Regions from separate parts of the Macaca mulatta genome. Here region 2 is linked to region 1. A link is a contact called in public Hi-C data. All regions are on one chromosome and are shown on one strand. Each heading gives the region's core, a stretch centred on a gene start, on an enhancer-like site or on the middle of the called end of the contact. The rest is flanking DNA. Distances are from core to core; before and after follow the strand shown. Region 1 holds the start of CIAO1 (cytosolic iron-sulfur assembly component 1). Region 2 holds the start of SNRNP200 (small nuclear ribonucleoprotein U5 subunit 200).

The links. Hi-C and Micro-C count contacts between places; a contact is called where the count stands out from the background.
Region 2: a Hi-C map of fetal cortex germinal zone shows a contact between it and region 1, with 1.9 times the contacts expected there. The contact joins the promoter of SNRNP200 here to the promoter of CIAO1 in region 1. A contact is called at or near these places in 2 of 14 Hi-C or Micro-C datasets (fetal cortex germinal zone and liver).

What each region holds. Positions count from the first base shown.
Region 1 is chr13:4,999,486-5,004,167 of T2T-MMU8v2.0, reverse strand. It overlaps CIAO1 (cytosolic iron-sulfur assembly component 1), which reads right to left and starts at 1,804. Exons shown (of 7, transcript NM_001258112.1): 1 at 1,495-1,804; 2 at 537-685; 3 at 270-381; 4 at 79-167. The coding sequence starts at 1,633. TMEM127 (transmembrane protein 127) reads left to right here and starts at 2,370. Exons shown (of 3, transcript NM_001194780.2): 1 at 2,370-2,850. The coding sequence starts at 2,607.
Region 2 is chr13:5,039,625-5,043,919 of T2T-MMU8v2.0, reverse strand. It overlaps SNRNP200 (small nuclear ribonucleoprotein U5 subunit 200), which reads left to right and starts at 2,092. Exons shown (of 45, transcript XM_015112857.3): 1 at 2,092-2,245; 2 at 2,767-2,930. The coding sequence starts at 2,201.

The DNA of each region.
Region 1 (4,682 bases), core at 555-3,054:
GGCTGAAAAGCAGAGGAAGGCTGGGCACAAGCCTGCACATCAGAGCCCTTCCCACAGGAGACCCTGCCTGACTCTTACCTCCTGACTTGGGTGCCACACCACATGCTTGACATCCTGTGTGTGGGAGTTGAGAACACTGACACATTCATACTCATCCTCTTCATCAACTGTGGGAGAGAAAAAGAAGGGAACCCAAGAGCCAACCCTGTCACGGACACGGAGGGGGGTGTCAGGTGGTTCCCAATCCACCTGGAGGGACCTGGACGCACCTTCCCAGACCCAAACACTCTTATCTCGGCTGCAAGTGGCCAGGAGGTTGCCAGATGGGGCCCAAGCCACTGACTTGACCTCATTTTCATGGCCCTCGAGAGTGGTTACACACTGTGAAAGGAGAAGGAAAATGAGAATTAACAGCAGCTAACACCGCTAAGGCCCTTCCCATGGGTACAGCCCAATTGGCGCAGGTTGGCTCAGGTTCCTGAACCAGCCCTGGGGAGGAAACAGGCAATAATTCTGGTCCCAACCAGCCTGGGTACCTCAAAGTCATCCTGGTTCTTCTTCCAAATGCAAGTGGTAGCATCAAAGCTGGCAGAGGCCAGGTAATTACCGCAGGGGGACCAGGCCACCTTCCGCACGGTGCGCTGGTGGCCTTCAGAAAGGACAGACTTGCAGATCCAGCTGTCACCTAAAGGCGGAGCGCAGGCCAGGCTCTGGCGCTGGGTGCAGCACCATGAAGCCATTCGATACTGGGGGCTAGCACTGGAGTCAAGCTAGTGGGGGAAAGCTCACAGCTTTTACAAAGATGCAACTGACTCTACTTCCTCGGGAGGCTTTTTTTTTTTTTTTTTTGAGACCGAGTTTTTGCGCTGATGCCCAGGCTGGAGTGCGATGGCACAATCCTGGCTCACTGCAACCTTCGCCTCCTGGGTTCAAGGGATTCTCCTGCCTCAGCCTCCAGAGTAGCTGGGGTTACAGGTGCCCGCCACCACGCCCAGCTAATTTTGTATTTGTAGTAGAGACGGGGTTTCACCATGTTGCCCAGGCTGGTCTCGACCTCTTGACCTCAGGTGATCTACCCGCCTCTGCTTCCCAAACTGCTAGGATTACAGGCGTGAGCCACCGCGCCCAGCCTCTGGAGGCATCTTTCTAAAACAAATCTGATCTAAAATTGCTACTGGTTCCCCAATGCCCTCGGGATAAAATGTGACAATCCAGTTGCAAGTTACTCTGAAAGCCACTTTCCTAACACCTTTCTTTTCCCATTTTCCTGCCTCCGCAGCTACCACAATTCCCTCCACATTTCAGCTTGTCTGCTGACATTTCTCCTCCCAGCAGTCGCAGACTTCTTTGCCTATAAAGCCCTTCTCGGGGTGGCTAACATCCGACTCTCCCTCCGCCAGGAACAGGGTCAGCCTCCCCTGCAGGCTGCGCGCCCGCACTACGCGCAAGCGGAGCCCTCAGCGCCCAGGGCCGCGCAGCCAGGCTGGGCCTTACCCTCCGTGCCCCAGATGCGGATCCTCCGGTCGCCGCCGCACGAGGCCAGCAGGGTCCCCGCGGGGTTCCAAGCCAGGAACCAGCAGCGGGAGTCCGGGTGCGCCGGGACACGGCCCAGCAGCACCAGCGAGTCCTTCATGGCGGCCGGACGCACGGGGAGGTGGGGACGGGCAGGGTCCGCGGCGCCCACAGCGGGTCTCACGGCGCGCGTCTGCGTACCGCCCACTCCAGGCTTCCGCGGCCGACTGAGGCTCCCGCTTCCGCCGGAGGACCGGGGTCGCCCCGGGAACTCAGCTGCCCGCTGCTGCGGCCGCGATACCCTCTGGGAGTTGTAGTCGCTCACCTCACTTCGGCGGGGAAAGCATCGCGGGACCGCCTCGAACTACCAGTCCCGTGAGGCCTTGCGCAGAGCCGGCGGCGCGCCCAGGCTGTGACGCGCGCGGGGGACGGGGCGGGGAGCCGGAGGAGGCGGAGGCAGAGGAGGAGGAAGCCGGAAGTGCATCGAACCCGGGTCTGTCCGGGCGTTGCGGGATTGGGGCCTGGGAACGCTCGGCCCCCGGCAGCCGAGAAGCCCGTGACTGGGCTGAGCGGCGCCATCCCAGCCCTGTGGCCTGCTGACTGGTGAGGAACAATGGGCGGCGTGGGGAGGGTCTTTTCTCCGCACAGGTCGCATCGCAAACCGCCGGTCCCAGATCACCGTTCCCCGATCCCCGCGGCCCAGCCCGGTCCTCCGCCCCTGGGCACCCTCTGGCCGAGACCCTGAGTCCGGGTCTTTGCTCCCGCGGTAGCCAATCCCCGATCCCTCCGCCCCCCGGGGCCTCGAGTCTGCCCAGACCCCATCTGGCCCCTGGCCCTGTCCGGTTTTCGTCCCGCAGTCCCATTCCGGAGTCTCCTGTCTCCGCCCCCCGAATCCCCGCAGCCCTCCCCGTCTCCGTCAGCACCGGGTCCCACCCCCCTATCCTCTGGTGTCAACCCTGACAGCCCAGTGCCGGCCTCACCTGCAGCGAGCCCGGAGCGTTGCTCTCCTCCACCGGACTGTCAGGCTCTGCGCGCCCCGCGGAGGTCGGTGGCGACCAGCAGCGACTGCGGAGCGACGGCGGGCGGCCCCGGGCATGTACGCCCCCGGAGGCGCAGGGCTGCCCGGCGGGCGCCGGCGGAGGAGTCCGGGAGGCAGCGCTCTGCCCAAGCAGCCGGAGCGTAGCCTGGCCTCGGCCTTGCCTGGCGCCCTGTCCATCACGGCGCTGTGCACTGCCCTCGCCGAGCCCGCCTGGTTGCACATCCACGGAGGCACCTGTTCGCGCCAGGAGCTGGGGGTCTCGGACGTGTTGGGCTATGTGCACCCGGACCTGCTGAAAGGTGAGGGCGCTGCGCGCTGGCCCTTCAGGCCTCGGTGGGGGGCAGAATGTGTGCTGAAGCAGAGAGAGCCAGGGACCAGACGCTTGGTTGAAGGCAGCGGCCCCATAGCTGCCTGGTGTTCATGCCCACCAGGTGGCTCTGTTTGGGGTCCGGCCCCTCATTAATTCTGATGTTATTCAGCTAAGCACCTACTCCTCACAGCCATGTTAATCCGGACTGCTGCTATTTTCGGATTCTGCTGGAGGAAGGACGCTGTGTATGGAGAAAAGATAAGGGTGCTAGGTATCACAGTTAGCTGGCCCCTTCTGAGAGTCTGTGAGAGACGGAAAAGCTTCTTTGGGGCAGACTGATTAATGGAGAAAAAAAGGAACTTTTCATATGACTAGGATTTAAAAGGTATTTTAGAGTTGTATGGTAATCGGATGTGTATCAGAGAAGAAGGGGATTTTAGGTAATCGGAAGACCGTCCCATTGCCACCCTCAGTACAACAGTTGGAATTTGGCTCTTGGAGCCATTATAAGTGTGCCTGACAAAGGCAAGGTTGCTTTGTGCATCATCGTGCTTTCCGGCCAGATAGACAGCAGACTATGGGAGGGTCCTATGGCCCCCGTAGTTTATCCTGCCCAGTCTTGTCTCCAGTAAAAATTGTGTAGTCTGAGGACAGGACTGGACTGTATCACCTGCTTTTTACCCTAACAATGATCAGTGTACCCCAAACAGTGCTTAGTAACAGCATAGTTCATCAACCCCAAGGTCTTTTGAGCCATCTTGAAGGTCTTATATCCTCTCTGTGCTATTCCCTGGCTGTGATGCATTCCAGATGTTCATTGCACCGCCTATCAGAAGCACCTCCTGTTAGATATCTCCATGCTCCCTCCTGAAGGATTCAGGCACCGGGATTCGGTGAAAAGGTCCAAGTTCCCCGCTGTGCATTGGACCATACTCTGCTACTGCAGGTCTAGGCTGAAAAGCCTCATCCTTGTGGCCAAATGTTGCCTTTCTCTGAGTGTTCTCTTACTGTTTTCCATCTCTCTTGAGTTTGAGAAGCTGTAGGGTGATTTTGTAGAAGGTTGGGGGCTCCTGCTTGTTTCCAGATTTCACCTTCATGGTACTCTTTGCTGGGGTGGCTCATTAAAGCCAAAGTTATGCACACGACAGAGGCCTTATATGCAGCCTTTTCTGTGTCATGTTGCTAATGGTACAAAGAGCGTTAAGCTTGACTGAGTCTTGGTGGTTTTTCTTTTAGCACATTGCCCTGTACTTGCTTTCTTTGAAGCACACATACCACCTTCCCACCACTAGACCCATCGGATCTAGAAAGCTAGATCTCTGAAATCTAGCACCACATGGAGTGTGCTTAGCTGTGGCTCAGAAAAATGAATGATCTCCCCAAGGCTACCCAGTTGGGGGTGGCAGAGCTGGGACTACCCCACATCTGTTGATGCCAATATAAAATGATGCTGTGTCATTTATAGTTTTTATCCTTTGTTTTACTTCAGCTGTCATAAGAAACAATCTCATAATTATTTCACTTTGGTGTGCATCCTTGTCGAAGGCATGTTAAAAATAAAAGTAAATTTTTGAGCCGGGCATGGTGGCAGGCATCTGTAATCCCAGCTGCTCAGGAGGCTGAAGCAGGAGAATCACTTGAACTCGGGAGTCAGAGGTTGCAGTGAGCTGAGATCGCGCCACTGCACTCCAGCCTGGGCAACAAGAGCAAAACTCCATCTCAAAAAAAAAAAAAAAAAAAAGGGCCAGGTGCGGTGGCTCGTGTTTCTGATCCCAGCACTTTGGGAGGCCGAGGTGGGTAGATTGCCTGAGGTCAAGAGTT
Region 2 (4,295 bases), core at 843-3,342, 39 kb before region 1:
TGCCTCACAGGTGGGTACCACCATATTTGTAGTTTTACTTCTCCTGTGAGACTTGAACTCCTCAAGGGTCTTATCTATGCCTTGTCTTTCTCTGAGTCCCTGAAAGTGCTCACAGAGCACATACAAATATTTGAGACATAATTAAATGAAGTGACAGGTCTTTAGATACAGAAATGCAGGACCCAGGCAAAAGTCTGGGTAACCTGTGCAGGCCTGGGGTTGGGGAGCAGCGAATTCAGTTCATCTTTGGAGAGAGACAGCACGTGGACTGAAACAAAGCTAAATTCCCTTGCTCTGAGCCCATCTTGGTAACTAATGTCATCCCGGGGGTCTGTACCTGCCAGGGTGCCCCCAGTCCTTTAGCTTCCTGAGGATAATCCTCTATTAAAAATTGTCTAAAAACAGACCGGGCATGGTGGCTCACACCTGTAATCCAGCACTCTGGGAGGCCGAGGTGGGAAGATTGCTTGAGGCCAGGAGTTCAAGACCAGTCTGCGCAACACAGCGAAACCCCATCTCTACCAAAAATACAAAAATTAGCTGGGTGTGGTGGTGCACACCTGTAGTCCCAGCTACTGGGAAGGCTGAGGCGGGAGGATGGTTTGAGCCCAGAAGTCGAGGCTACAGTGAGCTGAAACTGTGTCACTGCATTCCAGCCTGGGCAACACAGCCAGACCCTGTTTCCAAAAAAATTGTCTAAAAACAACTTTAGAGAGACAAAAACTATACACTATAAAATTCTTTATTTATTTATTTATTTTTGAGATATAATCTGGCTCTGTCGCCAGGCTGGAGTGCAATGGCACGATCTCAGCTCACTGCAACCTCTGACTCCCTGGTTCAAGTGATTCTCCTGCCTCAGCCTCCCGAGTAGCTGGGATTACAGGCCCGTGCCACCACATCCAGCTTATTTTTTTGTATTTTTAGTGGAGATGGGGTTTCACTATGTTGGCCAGGATGGTCTCGATCTCCTGACCTTGTGATCCGCCCGCCTTGGCCTCCCAAAGTGCTGGGACTAGACCCCTTCCCCCATTTTCAACAAGTTGGCCCAGGAAGTTTCCCCGAGCCCCTTCCCCAGAGTGAGGAAGCATGGCTGTCATTTTTCTTTTCTATCTTTTTAATTAAAAAATTGTTTTCATTTTGTGGGGGAAGAGTCTTGCTATGTGGGTCAGGCTGGAGTGCACTGGCACAATCCTAGCTTGCTGCAGCCTTGAAGTCCTGGGCTCAAGCAATCCTCCTGCCTCAGCCTTCCAAGTTGTTGGGACTACAGGCACACACTACCAGGCCTGGCTACTTTTTTATTGTTTGAAGAAACAGGGCCTCACTATGTTACCCAAGCTGGTCTCAAACTCCCGGCCTCAAGCAATCCTCTTTCCTCAGCCTCCTAAAGTGCTGGGATTACAAGCATGAGCCACCACATCCAGCCTGTTGTTCTCTGGCCCTGCCTGCACCGGTTTCCCCGGGCGGCAGACAGGGCCCTGCCATAGAATGTCACCGACAACTGGGAGCGGACGGGGGCCCCGGCCCTGTTCGTTCCGCTGGGTGAGAACGAGGGTCTTGGGGCCACCGGTTTAGCTGGGACGGGTGGGGGACAGCAGCTTTCTTTTTCAATTGTTCAACACAGAAGAGAAACCCAAAGCAAGACGCCAATCATTAAAACACGCAGACACAGACACACGCGCACGTGACCTCGCTCGCTGGGTGCTTTCGTTACCTCAAACGGAAACGGGACTTTTCAGGCCCTCTTTTCCTGCCTACCTCATGGGACTGTTGCCAAAGAGGAAGGAAGCGGAAGGAAAGGTCTTGGGACGGGACAGGGGCTAAGCGGCCGTACGTTCGTTACGATGTGAGGGGTGCCGGGGGGCTGGAGACTGAGGTCGGGGAAAGCACGGGCCCTGGGTCCTTGGGGCCTGCGGGCGGCCGGAACCAGAGTGCGCGGGTCTAGGGATTCGGGGACCCAAATGCACCAGGCCCACACATCCCACTCAGAGGGCTGCGGGAAGCCCCGCGCATACGCCAGGGACACGCCCCGCCCACACTTCCGGGGCGCGACCCGGAAGCGGAAGGGAGCCCGTTTCTTTTCCTTCCCCCAGTGCGTCTTTCCTGCGTCGTACCGGCGCGGCGGGAGCGGAGGTCCACGGCCGTTTGCAGCGTGCGGCTGGGGGGCGTGGAGGCCTGAAGCCTCCAAGCAGCCGCGGCCATGGCGGATGTAACCGCCCGTAGTCTGCAGTACGAGTACAAGGCGGTACGTTTGGGCTCGTGGGAGGATTCCAGGCTCAGGAGTCCAGTGGGGAGGGGGAGGCTGAAAAAGAGAGTTTCAGTCTGAAGGCCTCCAGGAGAGCCACGAAAACGGAGGGGAAGTGGAATCGCGGTGAAGGTGGGGGTTATTTGATGACGTGAATAACCTACGGGGGTCTGGGGAGTGCTAAGATCTCTCTAGGAGGAGTTTCTCGAGTCCCTTCAACGCTAAGCCCGCCCCCTTCCACACTTCACTCCCAACCCACTCACCACTTTTCCCAGATGTGGGTTATGATGGGCACTGTTAGGAACAAGAATTGCTTAGCTGATTCGACAGGCCGTAAGACTTATTCAGCTCTATGCTTCTGCACAGCGTCATACCATGCAGTTCTTAAGGAAAATATCATTATTACGATTAGCGATTATAAGCAACTAGCTACTACGATTCTTCCATCAGCTGGGGTAACTGTGATAGTAGGAACTGGCCCTGCTCATGTCAAAGCTTCAATAATGTTTTGATCTTTTCAGAACTCAAATCTTGTGCTCCAAGCTGACCGCTCTCTCATTGACCGGACCCGCCGGGATGAACCCACAGGAGAAGTGCTGTCCCTTGTTGGGAAGCTGGAGGGCACACGTATGGGAGACAAGGCTCAACGGACCAAACCGCAGATGCAGGAGGAAAGAAGAGCCAAGTGAGTGCTAAGGGAATACTATTTTTTCCTTCAGATCCAAAGTCTCTTCTCTTTAACATTCGAGCAGCATTTTGGCCGGAATGCTTGGTGTAAGATCAGTGGCATTAAAACGGTTTAGTGAAGGTAAAAACAGAACAGGAGAGTTTAAAGATTTTTTTGGCCTTAAAAAGTGTACCTAAAGTGGAAAATAACTTGTTGGTACCTTTTTCTTACATGTGTGTTTCTAGTTCATAGACAGATATTACTTTTCTTCAGGGTATTTTCAAGACCCTTGCTATTCCTATGTCTCAGTAATTCTTTTTCTTTTTCTTTTTTTTTCCATTACTAACTTTCTACCCCTATTTTTTCCCTTTACTCTTGTCCACTTCTTACCTATTTTGTTGTTACAAACTAATTTAAGCATCCATGGTATGAAAGACAGTTTTTTTTCTTATTTTGCATTTTTTTTCTTTTTTTCTTTTCTTAAATATTTCTTGGGGACGCATTTCAAAACTTACCTTTACCTCACCATTATCTTTTGATCTGGAATATCTTGGTGTCTTGCTCCCTTTCCTATGATGATGTTTCCAAAATTCATGGGCTTAGTTTGATTAAAGTATGTTTGAAATGAGTTAATACATTATCTCCACTTTGTGCTATATCTTCTTTTCCAGTTTTGTTATAATTGGTTGATAGTCAACGGCAGTAGATTCTGTTAGAGCTTGTTTCTCTAGTTAGAAAAGGAAAATGCATTTGAGAGATGAAAAACTAGTCAAAATCCTATTATATAATAGTCTCATACAATGTATGAAAGGTTGTCCTTTTTTTTTTTTTGAGAAGGGTTATACTTCTTTTTTTTTTTTTTTTGGAGATGGTGTCTCGTTCTGTCACCCAGGCTGGAGTGCAGTGGCGTGATGTCTGCTCACTGCAACCTCCACCTCCTGGGTTCCAGTGATTCTCCTGCCTCCGCCTCCTGAGTAGCTGGGATTACAGGTGCTTGCCACCGTGCCCGGCTAATTTTTGTATTTTTAGTAGAGACAGGGTTTCGCCATGTTGGCCAGGCTGGTCTTGAACTCCTGACCTCAGGTGATCCGCCCACCTCGGCCTCCCAAAGTGCTGGGATTACAGGCGTCAGGCACTGCACCTGACCAAAGGGTTGCATGTTTTAAATGAGAAACATATCTCACTGTAATGTGTAGTGTATCTAGTGAGAAGACGATGGGGAATTTTTCTTTCTGTCACTGGGTCCCATAAAGAAATACTCCTGCAAGTGATCAAGGTCCAATAGGAATCATTTGCTGAGGCTCAGGTACCGGTTTTCAGATATTAACTTCCTGCCATGAAGCTGAGGAGAGGAGGGTGGGCTTGATCCAGTCTTCCCTTGGG